Regions from separate parts of the Rattus norvegicus genome. Here region 1 is linked to region 2. Evidence: chromatin contacts called from public Hi-C data. All regions are on one chromosome and are shown on one strand. Each heading gives the region's core, a stretch centred on a gene start, on an enhancer-like site or on the middle of the called end of the contact. The rest is flanking DNA. Distances are from core to core; before and after follow the strand shown. Region 1 holds the start of Map3k9 (mitogen-activated protein kinase kinase kinase 9). Region 2 holds the start of Ttc9 (tetratricopeptide repeat domain 9).

Evidence for each region. Hi-C and Micro-C count contacts between places; a contact is called where the count stands out from the background.
Region 1: a contact with region 2 is called in a Hi-C map of Schwann cells, with 7 times the contacts expected there. The contact joins the promoter of Map3k9 here to the promoter of Ttc9 in region 2. A contact is called at or near these places in 11 of 12 Hi-C or Micro-C datasets (the A7r5 cell line, the Rat2 cell line, Schwann cells and 6 more) and 1 of 1 datasets of contacts at active chromatin or transcription factors (oligodendrocytes).

Annotation. Positions count from the first base shown.
Region 1 is chr6:107,218,767-107,221,466 of GRCr8, reverse strand. It overlaps Map3k9 (mitogen-activated protein kinase kinase kinase 9), which reads left to right and starts at 1,406. Exons shown (of 11, transcript NM_001100872.1): 1 at 1,406-1,824. The coding sequence starts at 1,440.
Region 2 is chr6:107,062,974-107,065,978 of GRCr8, reverse strand. Ttc9 (tetratricopeptide repeat domain 9) reads right to left here and starts at 1,452. Exons shown (of 3, transcript NM_001134731.1): 1 at 973-1,452. The coding sequence starts at 1,375.

The DNA of each region.
Region 1 (2,700 bases), core at 157-2,656, 160 kb before region 2:
CTCCAAAAAAAAAGAAAAAAAAAAAACAACACTATTTTCCCCTCTCTCACCCTCTTGCAGGTAGAGTGGCTTCATCTTAACCTCAGAGAATCGTATGCACATCTTTTCCAGTTTACTGACCCTCCCGAGAACTGAACGTGTTAGATCCTCCTATAAACTTGAACACGTTAGGGAATTTACTTCCGGGTCTCCATCCCCAGAGACTGTGAGAGGCCAGCCTGGGCTACCCAGTAAGATCTTGCTTCAAAACCACAAATGAACAAATAAACAATGAAACACTAATTCTTGCTAAACAAATCACATCTATTCCTGTCTTGGAAAAGGTTTGGTAGATACCATGGCTGTTTTGAAATATGGAAGCCATTGCTATGACAGGCTTCAAAGCATGTAAGAGAGGTTAAGGTCTTTTTGCTCTTCCTCAATCTTGGCGGGGGTGGGGTTGAGGGTGGGGGAGATAACAAAAGGACATAGCGTAGGTCAGCCCTTGCCCAAGAGTGGCAGGCAGCACCCGCCTTTACTCTGCTTTAGTCCTTGATGGGATCTGTGTAGCCTGTCACCAGGGTCCTAGATACAGCCAGCTCCACAAGGCAAGCGCAAACTAGCTGGTTCCGCACGACTCCCCTAGCCTGCGGAAGCACCACTAGGTGACCTCCCCTTTCGTAATTCTAATAACAATGGCCAGGAATCTCCTCTTACAAAGATGAACACAGTCTTCATTAAGGCCAGCAGAGCAATCGAAAGAGTTCTTCCATTTCAAGCCATAAGGTTCCGGAGTGTCAGTGTGCGTTGCGGCGGCAGGGTACATAGGCTGGTCCCCAGGGCTGACCAGGGGAACAGCAGATCCAAGAGCTTGGTCATCTGAACCAGGAACTGGCGCAGCCCGTAGGACCAACCGGCGCAGACAAAGACAGGGCTCTGCAGCCCTCTCGGACCCACACTCGGTCTCACCTTCGGGAGCCACCCAATGAGGCCTCAGCTATCCTCAGGAGACGGACAGCCGCTGCGGGCCAATGGGAGGACGGAGTGGCTGTGGAGGCGGGTCCATCCCGGAGGCCCTGCCCCCGGGTCCGCAGGGCTGGGGCGGAGCCAGATTCGCGTCAGGTGGTCCCGGGCGTGCGGGAGGCGGGGCGCATGGGGCGGGGCGGGGAGGGAGCGGCCAGCGGGCGGCGGGCACGGGCGGCACGAGCAGGTGGGAGCCGCCGAGGGGCGAGGCCGCCCGCGGGGGCGCCAGGCGGCGGGCACTGCACCGCGCCCCTGTCCGCGGTGCGCGCTCGCGGTGCGCACCGGGCGTCCTCGACTCTCGCGCGCCTACCCTGCTCCGGCCCTACCTGCGGCGGCCGTCCGGGGCGCGGAGCCCCCAGCGCTGCCGAGCCGCATGAACAATAGGCGGCGGCGGCTCCCGCGGGCGGCCGCCCCGCACCCTATGGACCGGCCGCTCCATGGAGTCCTCCAGATCGCTTCTCGGCTGCCTGGCGAGCGCCGCTGCGGCCCCGCCGGGGGAGGATGCCACCGGTGCTGGGGCCGAAGAGGAGGAAGACGAAGAGGAGGCGGCGGCCGAGCTGGGATCTCATGCCACGCTGCCCTACTGGACGGCTGTGTTCGAGTACGAGGCGGCAGGAGAGGACGAGCTGACCCTGCGGCTGGGCGATGTGGTAGAGGTGCTGTCCAAGGACTCTCAGGTGTCCGGCGATGAGGGCTGGTGGACCGGACAGCTGAACCAGCGGGTGGGCATCTTCCCCAGCAACTACGTGACCCCGCGCAGCGCCTTCTCCAGTCGCTGCCAGCCGGGCACGGAGGACCCCAGCTGCTACCCGCCCATTCAGCGTAAGAAGGCGGGCACCGGTACCCGGTGGGGACGGGAGGGTGAGGCCTAAGGGTGGGCGAGGAGCAGTCCCGGGGGGAGAGCGACTGGCCCGGGCATGGGTGGGCACCGGGACTACAGGGACTTTAGCTGGTGCTACCCAGAAGCTCTAGAGTCGCAGGCCCTGCCTGGAACACTGGGCTTCTTCACCTTCATCTGACTCGCGCAAGTAGCAACTCTTGAAACCCTAACCCGAGTCTCCTTACGTCCCAACCCCTTCCTCTCCCTCCTGTTCCCCTCCAGATCTAGAAGGGTTTTGGAGAGCAGGTGGTTACTGTCATCAGTAACCTTAGTTCCCTAATCAAGGACCCGGCGGACCTTTTCTGTCGCTTGTCTCCGCCTCTTAAAGGTATGTGTCCAGAGAGAAGTGGAGGTGTCTCCCGCTTGCCTGGGCAGGTTCACAAGTCCCGGAAGCATGTGTGAACTCAAGAGTCAGGTGCCTTTGAAATCTCGTGTTGATTTCTCGGGTTCTCATACTGTATCTCAAAGTTGTACCTGAGGAGTCTCGCCGAAGAATATGTTAGGAAAGGTGTGTAGGTGGGGGAGGGGGCAAAGTTATGAGTGGAGAAATGATTAGAGGGAGAAAGTATGTCTGTCCCTCGTGGGAGTTCAGGATCAGCAGGTACAGTGGCTAAGTCCTTGTCCCTTACAGTCATACTGTTCACACAACACATTTTTTTTTCACCCTAGATCCTTGCCTATATTTGGCATTGGCCAAATCTCAGGGGGGCCAGAACCAGGGTTCCCTCCCAGGCTCTTTCTCCCTGTGTCCTGGTTTTCACCAATTTCCCAGGAACCCTTTGTTCCATGCTCCTAAAGAAATGTTTCTCTCTCTCTCT
Region 2 (3,005 bases), core at 203-2,702:
GGAAGAAAAGCCTTTCATTCTAACAAAGAGGCTTGACTATGTCCTAAACCCAACACACCAGGTGGGATTAGAGGAGAGGGTGGTTTAGTCACTGTGAGGCGGTTGTTTATGACACTGTTTGCCACATTTCACAGAAGTCCTCAGAGTTTTTCTTTTTTACAGGCTTTAAATTTTCTCTAACACACACACACACACACACACACACACACACACACACACACACACACTCTTACGCCTCATCCCTAAAGTGCACCATGGACTGTACACCTTCAGCCCAACAGAAGAGCCTTGGGCAGGAGACTAAGAATTCAGCAGGGCTAAGGACCAACCATGAACTCAGAGCCCTGAGACTACTGGTGCAACGAACAGGAAAGAGAAGAAAGTGACATTTTTGGAATCCATTTTACTCAGGATGCTGAAGACATCCTGAAAAAAAAAAATCTTTTTGCTACTGGGGCAGGAGAACTTGAAGGAAGGCCTGTTTCTACCTGGATGCTTACTTAAGGGAAGACCTAGGCCAACTTTGGAGCCAGTGACAGCAGAGTGAGGCAGACAGGTGCATGGGCTGTCCTTAGAGCCCATGGCTTCTGGGGGCACACTTGGGTGCTATCTCTTCAGTCTGAACCCAAGTGAGCAGTAGTAGTCGCTGACAGACCCGCTGAGTCGCCCTTTGTCTGCCCAGTCATTTATAGGAAAGATTTACCATGTTTGCAAGGGAAGAGACTCAAGATGACTATGGCCTTTGGAAGGCATCGTCTTGAAAGTCACACTTTTTCTCAAGCGCCTCCCTCCCAGATTTCCTCCCCAGAGCACCACTGTCACGGGAGGGAGTCTGCACCACGATGTACCTCAAAGGCGCTCTGGGACCCAGAGAGACTAGGTCGGGAAAAGCTGGGGACCGGACGCGTGGCCGGGCGGGGCCCCCGGAGGCCCGGGAAAGGAGGGGAGGGGGTGCGGCGGGGCGCGGCTTACCTGCCAGGCTGTTGTAACAGTCGATCTCAATGGCTTCAACCGTCTTGCTCTGTTCCTCCGAGAGGCGGCTGGCTTTGGGAATCCCTGCCGGGGAGGCTGGCCGTGCGTCCCGCTCCCGCTCCCCCGGGGGCGGCAGCAACCCCTTCAGCTCCAGCAACGCCCGGTGATATTTGCCGATGGCTTCGCGGAATTTCTTGTCCTTGTAGCACTGCGCCCCTTGGCTCTTAAACTCGTGCGCGCGCCGGATAAGCTCCGCGGGCTCGGCCGCCGCTCCAGCCTGGCCCCGCTCCGGGGCCCCTCCGCCGCTCGGGACGCACGGTGGCGGCCCGGGCCGCGGTCCCTCACCGAGCGCGGGCGGGCTAGGGTTCCCTGAGGCTCGGGCTGCCAAGCCCTTCCTCTCCATCCGGCCGCCGCCCGCGCCTCGAGCGCGCCGCGATCCGGGCTTTAAAAGCGCCGGGCGCTGGCTTCGCGCCCCGCAGACTCCGCCGTGGCCGTGACCCTGGGCGCCGTGCGCTCGCCCCGCACTCCCATCCTCGTCGCCAGCCGCCCGAGGCTGCTCCCTCCTCCTGCGATCTCTCGGCTCCGAGCTCCCTCCCCCGCTCCCTCGGCGCCCGCCCTCGTCCCCGCCCTTTTCTGCTCCCGCAACCTGCCCCCGCGGGCTACCGGACCCAGTGCGAGCCTGGCCCTGGTGCAGGGGACAGCCGGCCCGACTGGGGTGGTGGTGATTGTCGCTGACCCGGAAGAAGCTGGGCTTGCTCAAAGGAGGGGAGGATTAGCGACAAAGAGGGCCCCCTGGTTCCCATTCATCCAGCCTTCCGAGGCACGCCGTGGCCGAACGAAGCTGTGGGGGAGGGGTGCGTGTGGGGGAGGACTTGGGAGTTGGGGGGGGGGTCACCTCAATAGCTTTCTTTAGGACTAAAGAGAAAGGTGCGCCAGGGAGCAAGGAAAATAAGCAGGATCCATTGCTTGTTTTGTTTGCAGTAAGACATTACTATTTTAGGTGGCAGGGCCTCCCTTTTGTGAATCCAGGTTGTCTCTGAGGTGTGTCTCCCGGGCGCCCAGGACACTGGGTGCACGTCTGCGTGCCTGGCGTTGTATTCCGGGAGACTGTGTGTGCTTACGCTATGTGCGTGCGCAGCTATGCAGAATGAATCACAGAAGCGGAGATGGGAACACCTGTTACTGTTGGTCATCGGCTTCGCGGGCACAGGGTTCCAGTTTCCATTACTGGACAGTTCCGCGCCCTTACTGGGGAGGCTCCTTCCTTCATTCTTTTACTCTGTCAGTCAAGGTATCAGCTGTACGCTGGAGATTGGCTGAGCCACACGGGCAGATGAAAACAGGCAAGTTACCCGCTCCCCCCCCCCCGGCCTCCGCACCCCCAAAGAACCCATTTTACTGCTGGAAGATACACTCCCTACTAGCAATCAAGAAGGTTCTGTGGAGCTCTGGGGAAGGCTTATGGGGATAACATTTGAAGACCCTGAAGGATGGGCATGGGGAGAGTGTAACCTATTAGCCAAAGCTAGGAAAGCTCACTGAGCTGAGATGTTCGACACCTCAGGTGTATTCAAGACCTAATCTTTGACTTTGTGGCCATGGGAGTGAAAGATGTCTAGGTTTCTGGGTGAAACGTTTGGATCTGAGTTTGTAATCAACGAAAAGGAGACACACATTTTTAGTGATGCAAGGAGAGAGAAAGAATGCTCCAATGATGTGATTTTCAAAGGGTGGTTCCCAGCTCTGCGGCATCAACATCTCCTGGAAATTATAATATGCAAACTCTAAGGTCATATAGTCCAGACTGTCTACAACAGAACCCCAGCCTTGGATCCAGCAAGCCGTGCTTCCGGAGCTCCAAGACGAGCTCAGAGACAGTGCTGTGAAAGCTTCCTACTCAGGCCTTGGACCAGCAGCATCAGCATCACCGATGAGCCTGTAGGAAGTGCTCCTTGTGTAAGATTGCCAGCCCACTGACCCAGAAGTTGTGCTTTAACAAGATTGACAGTAATAGTATGGCTACCAGAAGCACT